3 separate regions of the Mus musculus genome follow, and regions 2 and 3 are each linked to region 1. A link is a contact called in public HiChIP or PLAC-seq data. All regions are on one chromosome and are shown on one strand. Each heading gives the region's core, a stretch centred on a gene start, on an enhancer-like site or on the middle of the called end of the contact. The rest is flanking DNA. Distances are from core to core; before and after follow the strand shown. Region 1 has its middle 14 kb from the start of Gm30500. Region 2 holds the start of Nudt18 (nudix (nucleoside diphosphate linked moiety X)-type motif 18). Region 3 holds the start of Dmtn (dematin actin binding protein).

Region 1 (4,633 bases), core at 551-3,050:
TTTTGTTTGTTTTTTATAAGGCAAGTTTCCTGTAGCTCCTGATCTTTTTGCGTCCACTTCCCAAGTACTGGGAATACAGGCCTGTACAGGCATTGGTGAGGGCTAGACTGATTCAAGGCTTTCCCTGGGTCCCTAATGTATGGAGAAAGAACAGTTTCGTCTCCAAAACCAGGAATATGCTGGGGACATTGTGGCTTCAGTCATGGGAACCAAACTCTTCCTACTATATGAGGGTCATGGTTATGAGTTCAAGGCTACTGAGTGCTGCACTATGAGGCCCAGCCACCTGTGTGATACCCCGGAGCTCCCAGATTCCAGGATGCTTCCACAATCCTTTTCTGAAACTTGTGGGGATGCTCAGGCAACTTTGGCAATGATTGGCCTTCCTTCTTGGCTCCTGAAGATCTGACAGAGTGCCTGTTCTCCTTAATGGATGGCCTAGGCTGTGTCGGGGTGGATTGGCTAGGTCCAGGTGGTTTTCCTGGCGATATGCCTAGAAGCTGGGGCAAACAGGGTCCCCCAAGCCTTACTTAGCAGCTGCCCCAGGGACAATCAGTAGCATCAGGTATCCCCAGACCATTCACATCTCCGAGGCCTCAAGTCAACTTGGAATTGGTTAGAACCGAGATGTTTCTTTTAAGAACATTTTTTAAAAAGTATTTTTTGTATAATAATATTTTAGACGTTAGTGTCTGACCTGAAATCTTGATCTGTATGTATTTGATGGTACATGTTCAGAAGAGGAGGAAATCACATCTGCATTCTACAGTGAGCCTTTAAGAGACTATTCATCCTCCAGAGCAGGATTCTTGGCTCATCAATATTTGTGTAAGGGACTTTCGCACTCCAGTTTTCATTCTGTCAAGAAGCCTCCAACACGAGCCTCCAACATCATTTAACCTCGGCAGCTTTCAAACATCCTACATGTCAAAGATGCCCTACTGTTCCCTAAAAACTTCGGAAAGAACTTCGACTCCGAATCTGTGGACCATTTCACTCATCACTAAGTGATAGGCCTGTGAAGTATGCTGCAAAGTAGATTGGGGGTGGGGGAGGGGAGGACACTTGTAAACATCACTGTGATAGTTAGATACCAGCTAACTTGGCACAAATTCCCTGGCTGGGCAGTTTGGTTCTGGCTGGGATAGGCATCAAACGAAGCCAGGTAATGTACATTCATCAACTTCACACCTCACATCACCAGTAATGGGACATTCATTCACAAAATGGTCCTGAGGGAAACAGCTGTTATGCTAGCTATGGGAGTGGTTGTTGGGTCTGCTCTTTTAAGTCACAAACTGTCAGCCCTCTTAAACTGCAACAAAACCAAACCAATCCTTTGCCCAAGGCTGACAGACCCCCTGCCGGAAAGATTTAGCTTCAAATGGAGGTGGGGGTAGGGTAAAAACAAGACAAAAGAGATTAGGCGGCCTCCCCAGTAGCTTGTCACTTAATCTCGGAAGGAACTGGCTGCCGAGAAAGTTTGTTTGTACTTTCTTCCTATCTCTGCAGTCCGTGACTGAGTTATGTTCAGCCTCACAAGGCATTTTTTTTTTTAAGTCATAAACCCTGTTTAGGTCTCAAAGAAACACAGGACAAGGCGCAGTCCCTGTGGGTCCTTTCTGCACTCCTCACCCTGCTCCCCACCCTAACTGTCCTCAGCTGAGCGGTCCGGCTGGGCTTCCGATCCCCTCCCCCTGCTTCGCTTCCCGAGTTAATCTCAGCCATTTTGGCTATACCCTCTCGGAGCCTCTTGGCCCCTTGCTGTCTCTGTTGGCTTACAGGCGATTCCACTGGGCTCCTCCCTGGGCCCTAGCAGCTGCTTATGTCATCACCTGCCGCTGCTAGGTACAAGCCAAGTACAGCATAGGAAAAGGACTGCTGGCCTCTCTCTCTCCCTCCTCCCCTTCCCTCTTCCCTCTCCCCTTCCTTGCTTCCCCTCCCTCTGTCCTTTCTGTCCTCTCCCCCCACCCCCCCACCCACCCCCCACCCCCCGCTTCTCTGCACTCTGCTCCCTTCTGTCTGTCTCTACCCCTTCTCCAGATCCTCATTTCATTTCCCTCCCTTCCCCCAAATAAACCTCCCTATACCAGGTCTGTGACGTGACAGATACCTTGACATGGGCCCGCCAGGTACCCCCACCCATTGGCATATAACATTTCATAACAGGTTCCCCTCCTGGATCTCTGTTGCCCTGCTTGCTATGCTCCTCACCCCCCTCCTCCCCCCCAGTTCAGTTTGCAGGACATGTTCAGTCTGGACCCTTCCAAATGCCTCTGGCTGTTCTCTCCATCCTATCTACCTTGTCAACAATAACTTGGAATGGTCATGTCCCCATTTTTCACTCAGAGACCATATGCACTGGAGAACCAGCCCGCCCAGGGGAGGTGTTGTAAAAGGTCTTTCCTTTTCCTCTTGCAGTTCACTCTCACCCAGAGGCAGGAGCCTACCCACAGAGGGTCACACAGGTAGTAAAGATCCTGCTCTTCCTGGGAATTCTGCCTCAGCAAATAAGCTCACAGTCTAACCTGTGGCCCACATTGAAGCAGCTGCTGTACTTCCTCCGTTATAGCAATGGGATGCCTCAGAATATCGTGGCACAAAATTGCATTCTTTGCCAACAAGAAAAGAATTTTGACCAACTTCTTGAACAATATTTACATTTTAAGTTATTGTGTTCCTTTCTCATAATTAAAATGATTTATGTGGTGAGTTTGAAAATTAAAATTTCCTGTTTCCCATGGCTATTGTAGATTGCCTTGTGCCTGTTGAGAGACTTCAAACTGTAGCCTTTTAGATGATGTCATCACTGGAACACACCCCTAATCGTAAGGGGGGTAGACAGTTTTAGGATCTTCAGCAATTCACAAAGTCCTGCGGTATGTCAGTCAGTGTCCTAGTTAGGGTTTCCATTGTTGTGAAGAGACACTGTGACCAAGGCAATTCTTATAAAGAACAGCATTTAATTGGGGCTGGCTTACAGTTCCAGAGGTTTAATCCATTGTCATGGAAGCATGGTAGCATCCAGGCAGACATGGTGTTGGAGGAGCCAAGAGTTCTACATCGCCATCTGCAGGCAGCAAGGAGAAGACTGTCCTCTGAAGACAGACAGGAGGAGGCTATGATTCCAACCACACTGGGTGGGGCTTGACCATAGGAGACCTCAAAGTCCACCTACACAGTGACATAAGGCCATGCCCACTCCAATAAGATCACATCTCATAGTGCCACTCTCTGTGTCCAAGCATTGAACACAAGAATCTATGGGGCCCAAACCTATTCAAACCACCACAGTCAGTGAACACACAGTATTTACAGTGTGCTAGCATGGTGTCAGAACAATCCAGAAAACTGAAAGGTCTTTGGAAAACCTGCAGCTGTTCAGAAGCCTGTTTTTCAGATGTGTAGATGTGAAGAAACTCAGTCGAGTGCAACTTGGTCTTCCTGGGTCTGTCTGCCCCCAGGACTAGGCAGTCAGCTCTGGATTTTGATTTATTTTTCCATGTTTGTCTCTTCAACAAGCTGCAAGGCAATCCCTTGCTTGATGTGATGACCATATTCTTGTTATTTGAGTATTCATAGTACCACACAAATTTAAGCTCAGTGCTACATGTAAAAGGATTTTAATGTTTATTGGAGAGAGAGAGAGAGAGACCATCTACTATACTACACGTACAAAAACAGTTTGCAATTTCATCATAATGCTTCCAAGACAATAAAAAGTGTTTCATCTAAATTTTCATTCTCACTACAGTGTAAAATTCTTCCTGATGATAACTAGGTTAGTAGTCTTGGCCAGGTAGCCATGACAACTAACTGAGCAGATTAAAGCAGAAGGAGCTAGGTTACTGGTAACCACCGTGGAGTTGTTATCAGTCTCAATAGAAGAGAAAGAAGAGTCGCAGGACCCTTGTTTGAGAGTCATTACTTTCTTATGTTCTCCCCCAGCTGCAGATAATGTTAATCCTACTGACTGAAAGTAAAGACCATTACCCAAATTCTTTGGTTAAATCACACAAGTTTTATTTTCTCCTAAACAGGACTAGCTCTCTAAAGTGGGGGTTAAGAAAATAGCTTTGAATGTGGAAGAAGGTGGGGGTTTATATTAGTCCCCAAACTGCAAAGCTAGGGTCTTTTGTTTGTTGGTTTGGTTTATTTTGTTTTGTTTTAAGGTTGGGGGATTTCCAGTGGAATTATGGTTATGTAGGAACTTGGCTGAACATTTCAAAATTATTTGTCAGGGTGAAGCTCAGGGTATAGGGTGTGGAACATGTCAAAATCCAGAAAATTGACCAAGACCTGATCAAATTTAAGTTTCTCAGAAAACAGAGATGAAATTATTTTTGACCTTGTAATATAAGATGGTGTTTTAGTGTCTTAGTTGGGGTTTCTATTGCTGTGAAAAGACACTATGACCATGGAAACTCTTATAAAAGAAAACATTTCATTGGGGCTGGCTTACAGTTTCAGAGGTTTACTCCATTATCATCATGGTGGGGAGCACGGCAGGGTGCAAGCAGGCACTGAGCTGGAAGAGCCAAGAGTTCTATTGTGAAGCAAATGGAAAAGAAGGAAACAGTTAAGGAGAAAGAGAAGCAAAAGGATGTCTAGAATCTTAGTCTCAAACCCAGAA
Region 2 (4,633 bases), core at 872-3,371, 1.9 Mb after region 1:
CCTGCTGGAATCTCTCTATCTGCTCAGGGGGATCACAGAAGATTCCTGGAGTCTGTACAGAAGCAGTTTTTGTAAATCTTCCTCTAATACCTTCCACCAAAAGTAGTTTTCACCCCGAATCTTTGGGGGCTCGTCTTGGATTCCTGGGTTCCGAAAAGCCACGGTCACCAGCACATTCAGGCAGACACCATCCACATGGTCTCTGCCTAGGTGTTGCAACCCAAGCAACCCCTTGGTCTCCACTGCCAAACTGTGCAGAGTCAGACACTCCTGTAGGAGCCTCAAGATGGCCACCTTGATGCCGCCCCTTTGTTCCATAGGGGTAAAGCCACAGGCAGTGATGGGCAAGTGAGGTGTCCCCACCGTGCCCACCAACACCCACACCGACTGGACTGTTGTGAAGGTGGTCACCAGCCGTTGGCAGACCACACTGCAGGGGAGCTCTTGAGGCAGAATGAGAGGGTGCATGGCTTGTTGGCAGAATTTGGCGCCTAGCTCTACCAGGTGCAGAACATCATGGGCTCTAAGCGGTGTGGGCAGGGAGACCCGTGGGTACCAGCCGGCCTGGAGGGACTCAGAATCAGCATCTTTGGAAGTCTTGAGAACTCCGCCTAGGAGAGATTTGGGGGGTGGGGTGGGAAGAGGGCCAGTATGAGAAGGGTTGAGCCTGAGAGAGTAAATGGCCACCCCAACACTCCAGAGAGAGAGAGACCCCCAAAAGCTCTTAGCCCGTAGTAGGTCAATGGCCATAAGCAGAAGCCCACAGTATGGCTGGCTATGGATGAGGGACCGTGAGAAATGTCACTAGGTGGGGGATACCTGTTGGTCGAGCGAGGAACACAAAGCGGATCCAGGAGGCGCCCCTCTCCTCCACGGACAGCAGTGTCACTGGCTCACAGAGCAGCCCTGCCTCCTCCTTCACCTCCCGCTGCATGGCCTCCACGATGGTTTCTCCTGGTTCCATTCTTCCTGCAGGGAGGTACCATGTCCCCCGGCATTCCCTCTTGGCCTCCTGTATCATCAACACCTCATCCTGGGAGGGAGGGAAGTGAGACAATCTTCACTCCTACCCAGCCAGTCTGGGGGCTTCAGAAGAGTAGCCCCTACCTGGATGGCAGCCCAAAGCTCCCTTCTTGGTAGACAGACACCTTTAGGATGCTGGATCCTCAGGAGTCAGGCCCTGATATGGCTGAAAGCAGTGGCTGTCTCCGCTTTGCTGTAACTCAAACCCAGAGGGACTTCTGTTGTAGAAAGGGGCTGAGGACCTTGGGCGTTGCTCTAGGAGGCTTCCTCCTGAAGGTTGCCACCACTCCTATACTGACTCATTTATGCCACTGTCTTGCTCTTGTTCCCATGGGACTTACAAACCGCCTGTGTCAAGTCCTCAATCTAGGGTCTGAGGCTTTGAAACTTAGCTCCACCCCTATACCAACCTACCCCTTCTTGGCCAGGATTTTATAACGCTGACTTGTGCAGAAGTGATCACTAAAAAGAACTCTCACAGGATCGGAGGCCTGCATGTAAGCTCCCCATTACTCTCCCGAGGCGCCGGGAGAGTCTAGACTCCTGGAAAGGAAGGGGGCATATTACAGGCCTCTCCTGGTGGGGGGCGAGGTCTAGTGGATGAGATAAACCGCCCCGGGACCTCGGCTTCTCCTTCCATATTATAGAGTCTACAGAAGGACGATCTCAGCTCAGCTGCTAGTGTTGAGAGTGCTTTGCAACATTGGGAAGCGCCACATACAGGCAGCGGCCGTTGGCTCGCCTGTTCAGATCAGGGCAGGCGGCACGCTCCCGAGACCAGCCGAAGGCCAGCGGCCGGTCGGACGCTCACCTGCTCGTTGAGGAACACGGCCAGCACCACGTAGCAGACATTCTTCCGCAGCCGCACGGGAAACAGCGGCTTCCCAGCCGGCTCCGAGTCACAGCTCTGCACCAGCAACCCCTTTCCCCCCAGCACGGTGGCAAGCGCCCCTGCCAGGCCCTCCGTGGCCATCAAGTCTCCGGGGAGGTGGCAAGCCGGGACCTGCCAGACCCCCGGAGGCAAGCGGCCGGGACCTGAGCTGCGGTGGGCCGCGGCGCCCTCGCCCCCTCCCCTGACTTGAGGGCCAAGACTAACACGGAACCTCCGGGAGAGACCTGGTCGCTGATAGGCTGCGCGTCACTGCGGCCTGCCCGGATTGGCCAGCTCGCAGCGGTTATCGGGAGGGCGGGGCGCCGGGATCCTCCCTCTGCCCCCTCCTCTCCTGGGTTTCAGCCTCACTTCACACTCTCCCTAGCGATTAGCTAATTCACCCAGCACGCACTTGTCCGCGCGGGTTCCGACGGTGATGTCATCCTGCCTGTAGGGTGATGAACACCACTGTGACCAGGGTCGATGGCGTCACTCGTCCGATGACATTACGGAAGCCCAGACTCCGCCGTTCGCTCCCACTGTCCAGCTTTTATCATAAACGAACCACAGAAGTGCTCACGACGAATAGGCCCCAAATAACTTTCTGACTTCGTTAAAATGCTCTGAATGTGGTATGGCTCAGGCACATAACGTTGCGTTAGAAATTCTGATCTGTCTAGGTCGATGGACACAGGGCATTTTAAGAGTCCGAGGCTAAAGGATTGGTTTGGGGGTGGGGTGGGGGATGGGGAACGTGATTGACAAGCCTCAGAGGAGGGATGGGACAGGTGGTCAAGGTGGGACAAGGCTGGGGATGAGAAGAAGCTAAGGGGGGGGGGGATGAATGAAAGGGAGATTGAAGTCAGCACTGTAGCCTGCATCCGATCCTGTGCCCAATGCTTTTCCCAGGCTTCTGAAACAGACTCCATCTTTAGAGGGCAGGGGTGGTGCCCTCCTACCCAGCGTCCAGGGCCTGGTCATGAGGAACAGGGTGTGGGTTGTTTTGGCCAGCTCCTGCTTCTCTCCCAGCCTGACCTTTCTTCCTCTGAGCTTCTTTAACCTCCACTCAGGACAGGAAGGCAGGGCCAGCTGAGAGGAATCCACAAAGCAGGCCAAGTCTGGGCTCCTCACCCCATCCCAGACTTCCCTTTCCTCCCCCACTGCTGGCTCTGTGTACCTCCTTTGGGGGACAGTGGCTTGATGGTACTGACAAAGCTCTGGAGTTTAAAAGCCAGACATCCAGCCTCTGCTGACTGACGTGCTCTGTGCCCTGGGTGGCCTCAATGTCCTCATCTGTACAGTAGGTCTGTAACAGCCCTCCTTTTCCATACTTGTTGAGAAGCCAAGAGAGCTTGGGAGAAGCCATGCACTATCTGAACACCGTCACCAGGCAGCCCACCTGTTCTCCAGGTAGGGTCTCAAAGCCATAGTCCATAGAGCACACCTGCACATACAAGAACACACACACCGTGAAACTGGGGAGTATAGCTCAGCGGTAGAGTATTTACCTAGCATACACAAGGCCCTGAGTTCAATTCCCAGCACCACAAAACCACATCTGTGCTCTGTAGACTTGACTGGCAGGCGATCTCAGCCCTCCGGGACTGGTCTCAGCCTTTCTTCTCCCCGATGCTGATGCAAACTCCCTGAAGAGGAAATCTACGTGAGGTTGGATGGGCACTGTTAGTGGCCCACAGTATTTTCAGGCACTTGGACACTTCTGACTTGAGGCCACTGAAGACCTCCTATTTCTAAATTAACTGTAGTCATCGGCAGAGGGTCAAGATCAGGCCCCAGGGTGCAGAGCCACTTGTTAAAGGCCTCCTCTCTCTTCTCCACCTCTCTCTTCCCCTACCCTCCTCTCCCCCTACCCCCCTTTTGCTCTCTCAGTGCCTCAGTTTTCCCATCTGTGAAGTGGAGGCAGCACTGGTCAGACACTCCATTCTTTCTCCCAGGGATGATTTGGGAGAGGGTGAGGTCATGTCTGGGCAGGCTGGGAGAGTGGCAGAGGCGTCCTAAGATAAACAGCAGCCGGCCCAACTGCCTGGTAGAGCAAAGGCTGCCACAACCGCAGTTCCATTATCATGGGGGAAGGGGAAAACACGCATCTGCTGCGGAAGGCCTCGTTGCCTTGTCATAAGGCACATGGAAGCAATAGAACACCGAAAGCCCTTTGTAAAGGGTGAAGGGGACACACAGAAGGCATCTGAAGGGGGTACAGTCCTTCCCAGAGTGCTTGGGGAGGCAACCAAAAAGGTTGGATTTCTCAAGGCCTTAGGATAAAGAGCAGTGGTCAGAGACAGGTGGGTGAGTCTTGGACAGGAAGGGGATAATGAGACAGGAAAGGAGGCTGGGATAGCCCACCTCCACGCATGTCTTCTTTCCTCTGAGATAGAGGACACCCCTGGAGTGGATAGCCTTAAACAAGCGTAGTCCTACCAGTACTGATTTCCCAGAACCTACGGGAGCAGGCCATCTTAGGGTGCATTCATGCACACGTGTATACAACCTGTGAGCAGGGGAGATAAGGGGTAGGCAGAGTCAGGGACATGGTGACAGAGCTGGGCAGGCAGGATGAGCAAGGGTGTCTGGGATGCTGGAGTCCTTTACAATGTAGCAGATCCTGTCTCCTGACTAAGAGACAGGTGAGAAGGGCAGTGGAGGGGGATGGGCTGTTCAAATAGCTCATCTGCTGACTCGGAGGAGTCACAGCCACAGTGTAGATGAGACACCGGCATT
Region 3 (4,633 bases), core at 1,175-3,674, 1.9 Mb after region 1:
GTGGATTTGGGCCTAGAGAGACTAGAAGAGGCTCTCTTGGACTCAGACTTTTGTCTAGGTAGGGGGAGGTTGGGGACTTGAAAGAGGTACCCAGGTAGAGGTAGAAGCCCATGGCCACATGTCCAGCCCAGCCAGTGACCTTCTGGAATGTGGTTTTTTGACACCAGGGCTGTGAATCCTGTGTCCCTTTCACCTTTCCCCACCTACCGGATGGGCTGCCTGGAATAAGGCAGTCCTCTTGCCATCCAGCCTGTTGTCTGGCCCTGAATTACGGTTCCCTCCAGAGCACTCCTGTAGCCTATCCTGGCTTAGGAGGGAGTGGGAGGCGGGCACACCTTGGTATGGTACAGTTAGGGGCATTATAGGCTCTGCAGGCCCCCTCCCTTCCCTGAGGAAGAAGCAATAGGAGTTGCGTTTTCTCCTCCCCCTCCCATCGCTGCTGAGCTGGGCCTGGGCTGCCAGGAGGTTGTCTTGGCAACGGGAGGCGGAGAGGAGATGCGCTGAGGGATGGAGGTGTATGTCACCGCAGAGGCTGCTGTGTTCCTGCCCCACGCCCCGGGCCCTTGAAGGTACTGAGAACCCTCCTTCATGCTCCCCTCCTCCTGGCCCTTTCCCTGGACTCTCTCTTCCCCTGCCTCATAGGCTGATTTCTTCCGTCAGGCAGGGACGCCCCTCCTGGATCTTTGACTCCTACCCAGGGCTCTTAACCCACCTCATTCTACACTCCTGTCTACAGCTCTCCTTTCTGACATCATCTCGTTCCCAGCATACCTCTGGAGACCCTTATACTGGAAAACATGTCTCCTGGAGTGGGGTCTGGAAGGGACTGCTAATCAAGGGATGAGGAAACTAGGCAGGAGCAGAGTCAGGAATCTGAAGGGCCTGCCGAGTGTCAGATCCCTGGGTCCTTGGTCTTCCAGAGGGATGGGGAATGCTTAGGAGTAGGCCTCCCTCCCCACCACTCTTTCAGACCCAGACTGGGGCGGGCAGGCTGGCCGGCAAGGGTGGGGTTGAAGGGACAGTGAGAGGCTAGGCTGAGGACAGGGCTAGCTATGGAGAAGGACTGGTAGCTCCTCCTCCAAGGCTGTGTCCCCTTCCTACACATTAAAGGTATACCCCACGCAGATCTCCTTGGGACTGGATGTCCCTCCCCTAGCCCAGGTGGGGTTTTGTTTGTTTGGTTTTGTTTCTGTTTGTCTGCCCCTTCCACAGGGCCCACAGTGGCTGCATCCCAGCAGCTAAGCCTGGATTCCCGGTCCTCCTTCCCCCTTTCACGGCCACTCAGCTACCTGCCTTCTGTCATTTCTCCTTCTGCCCAAGCCACCTTCAGGTTACAGTCGTCCCTGTCCTCTGCTACTCCAGATACACCCCTCCCTTCCTGTCTCCTCCAGTCCTCTTTTCTTTGAAGACGGTCGGTCGGTCGGTCGGTCGGTCGGATGCTGAGGCCATAGTCTTACCTGTCTCCTTCAAGCCCCTCCCCCTGAGATTTTTTTTTCCATTCAGAAACCCCAGAGCCCCCTCTCCAGATCCTAGCTTTGCCCCAATAGCTGCTGCTATCATCAGCTGACCGGCTGTGGGCAGTGGTTACCAGGGCAACGGCAAGGCTGCCTAGGTAGGCAAGTCTGCAGCCGACATGGAGGTGGGGAAGAGGCCAGTTAGTGCTAATAGGGGTTAGAGGGCTAGGCTTTCTAGATGCACCCCAAAGCCAACATTGGAGGCCTGGAATGGTTGAAGTTTTGCCACAGAGAGAAGGCATGTCTCTTTGGAATATGGATGCCATCTGATAGAAAGCTTCCTTTTGCAAAAACAGCTTTCCTGGGAAAAATCGGTCCTTCATTCTCTCCCTGGCCCCTACTACGATCCCCAGGGGATCAAGTTTACAGAAAATCCAATCTGAATCTGATGTATTTATGACCTGGTTCCTTCCATCCTTCTATCTGTCCTCCTCAGAGAGGGTTAATGTTTGGATGGCCAATTCGGGTGCCCCTGCTGTTCCCTGTCCCAGAGGTGGGGGGATCCCCCACAGAGCCTCTCATCTGCTTCTGGAAGATGGTGGAGCATTATGAATGGGGTTTGAATTGCAGGTTCTTGGAGAGCCGGGTGGGCATAGCTCCCCTCAGTTATCAGTAACAGCCGCTAACTTGAACTCTGCTGGAGAGGCTCTGAGTGTGGATATTGCAGAGCCGGGATATGGGAAAGGGGGAAAACGCAGCGCAGCCGATTCTGCTTCGTCATGATGCCAGCGAATGAGCCCCTTGTTTGAAATGGATCAGCTGCAGCAGCAGCAGCTGAGATGAACTGGACCAGCAACACGCCCAAACGCACACACTCACACACCCTGGGGCCCGCCACTATCAGTTGTTGGTGGGGAGGGGCCCGGGGCCCGCCCGCCCAGAGACCGCTCCTCGTCCTGCCCGCCCACCAGACACCAGACTCGGACTCCCCAGCTCCGGGAACCCAAGCCGGTGGCTTGCAGAGCAGCAGGGGACTGGTGAAGCGGGTGGGGGTTCAGGAGGGAGATCAGACCGCTGAGCTGAGACCAGCTCCCCTCCTTCGCCAGCTCCCACCCCACCCACCCACCCTAAGCCGGCTTTCTTCCTGTTATTTGTGCTTCGTAAAGCGCGGCTGGGTTCCTGGAGAAGCTGCCTCTTACCTAGATTCCTGAGAAAACGCGGCCACCCAGTCGACCAGGGCCTAGCCTTTTGCTTCCTGGGGCTTCAGAGAGCCTGGGCCCCACTGTCTGGGAGGAGGTAGGTGACAGGGTCTTTTGCCTCTCTTTCTTTACGTAGGTATTTTGGGCTGTACCTCTGGATCTGGCCATGGTTTTGGGTGATATCAGAGATGCTAGGACAGGGTCAGCTTTGGAAAATGGTCAGTGGGAGAATAGGCCTAGGTGGCCAGACAAGGTGCTCAGCTGGGTTTGACCCGATCAAACTCCCTTTTTATTTGGGAGGAAGGATCTAGGCTGTTGCCGTGCAAAGAGTCCATATGGGCCCCAGCATTCCCTTTCATGGACACCCCCCCCCCCAAGCTTCTGTGGCCAGAATTTCAAGGGGTGGGAGCATGGGGCACAGTCTGTGGAGGGAGCTGTTAGCTTTTTGCTGAATGATGCAAGACATCTTTGGCAGCCTCCCTCCCGCCAGGCCAGGTGCCCTCTGGAGTGGCAGGGGTCCATTGAGGGGGCCAAAGCCGCTGGTTTCCAGCCCACTCTGGAGCCCCTCCTAGCTGAGGTTAGCCTGGTTAGGGTAGGGATTCGTCGAAGAATGAGGCTGTGTAGCAGGGTGTGACTGCAGAGCTTAGCCTGGCTCTCTGCCTGCGAGCAGCTAGTGTACTGAGAGAGACTGGGTGCTGAATAAACCTGGAGAGCCCCGGGGGTCCTAAGGGATTCCTTTCTCGGCACCAGACACGCCATACTCCTTTGCTGGGCAGGCACACCTGTGCGTCTCCTCCCAGAAGACTGGTTGCCAGGCTGTAGGTCTAAGACAAGCAAGGCAACGGTGCAGTGGGAGTGGAGGGATGTGGGGATGGGTCAGGTGAGGGCACTGGGAGTATTGGGGTTCACGTGCTCAGAACAGGGATGGGTTCAGCAGGCCATGCCAGGGAGCTGTGAGCACAGATGACGGGTGCCAAGGGGAGGATCAGTGGGTGGGTGCAAGTAGGTGTCCTTAGCACCATGTGTCATTGTGTGGGGGTCTGGCAGGGAGAGTGGGCGAGTGCTCTGGCAAGGAGGGCGGCAGAGTCCCTGTGTGCACCCATGTGCAGTTCTGTCAGCAGCCATGTGTTGGGCAGAGCTCTTCTGTCTTCTGCATGTATGCTCCTGGGAGTCTTGTCTCCATACAGCTAGTTGGTCTTTCTGAGGCTAGGAGAGCATCTGTCTACCCACTGGTGGGCAATGTCTGCAGAATTCTTTCAGAGCTCACGTGTGGGGAGAGTGGAATGGGGACCTCTCCTGAATTCTAGAATCTGGATTTAGGGTGGGAGTTTCCTCTCCTCCCCAGATCTGCCGATCCAGCTATATATACCTCAGGACTCAGATCTATAAGGAACGTGTTTGGACAAAGCAAGCCTGAGCAGTGGAGGGACCTAGCTAGAAAAGAGAAACTTACCTCTTCTGAGGAAAGAGCACAGAAATGGCCACTAACTCGGTCAAGAGGGGAACCTAAGAAAACTCTAATGAGCTCAGGCATGTTTGCAGGGGAGGGAGGCAGGAGGGGGGGTCAAAGGGAAAGGAGCACTCTTGTCACTGAGAGTGGGTAGGCAGGTCCTGGAACAGACGGACTCCGTTATCTACTCCTGAAGCTGCCTGATCTTGTTCAATGGGACAGGTGTCATTCAGAGTTGGTATGAGGAATGCATAGTCCAAAGCAATAGGAAAAGGATCAGAAAGCATTTGCATGAGCGAGAGAGAGAGAGAGAGAGAGAAAGAGAGAGAGAGAGAGAAAACAAGAGAAGAGAAAGTAACAGGGCCTTGGTGGCCTGAGAAAAGGCCAGGGATAAACTTGACTTAAGTAAGGCTTTTGATGAGCCACTGGCCTAAGCAGGCCCAAACCCTGCTGTCCCGTGTCTCACCCCACCCTACAATACACACATTCACTGTAGTGCGCGCCCAGTTCCCGCCCTATTGACTACACCA

What was found. HiChIP or PLAC-seq counts read pairs in DNA pulled down with a chosen protein or histone mark.
Region 2: an H3K27ac HiChIP or PLAC-seq map of embryonic stem cells shows a contact between it and region 1, with 4 times the contacts expected there. The contact joins the promoter of Nudt18 here to the enhancer-like site in region 1. A contact is called at or near these places in 1 of 39 promoter capture datasets (cranial neural crest) and 3 of 115 datasets of contacts at active chromatin or transcription factors (astrocytes, embryonic forebrain and embryonic stem cells).
Region 3: a contact with region 1 is called in an H3K27ac HiChIP or PLAC-seq map of embryonic stem cells, with 6 times the contacts expected there. The contact joins the promoter of Dmtn here to the enhancer-like site in region 1. A contact is called at or near these places in 1 of 39 promoter capture datasets (hippocampal neurons), 3 of 484 Hi-C or Micro-C datasets (cardiomyocytes, cortical neurons and palatal mesenchyme) and 5 of 115 datasets of contacts at active chromatin or transcription factors (embryonic forebrain, embryonic stem cells and forebrain).

Annotation. Positions count from the first base shown.
Region 1 is chr14:72,503,633-72,508,265 of GRCm38.p6, reverse strand. No RefSeq gene overlaps it. Among named protein-coding and RNA genes, the nearest start is that of Gm30500, 14 kb to the right of the region's middle. Within about 2 kb of position 1,800, at least 63 of the 459 cell types and tissues checked have an H3K27ac peak or open chromatin away from gene starts, as enhancers often do. A contact at or near this core is called in embryonic stem cells, where this site is marked.
Region 2 is chr14:70,575,312-70,579,944 of GRCm38.p6, reverse strand. It overlaps Nudt18 (nudix (nucleoside diphosphate linked moiety X)-type motif 18), which reads right to left and starts at 2,121. Exons shown (of 3, transcript NM_153136.5): 1 at 1,835-2,121; 2 at 820-1,033; 3 at 1-611. The coding sequence starts at 1,996. The coding sequence ends at 16.
Region 3 is chr14:70,624,856-70,629,488 of GRCm38.p6, reverse strand. Dmtn (dematin actin binding protein) reads left to right here and starts at 2,424. Exons shown (of 16, transcript NM_001252662.1): 1 at 2,424-2,750.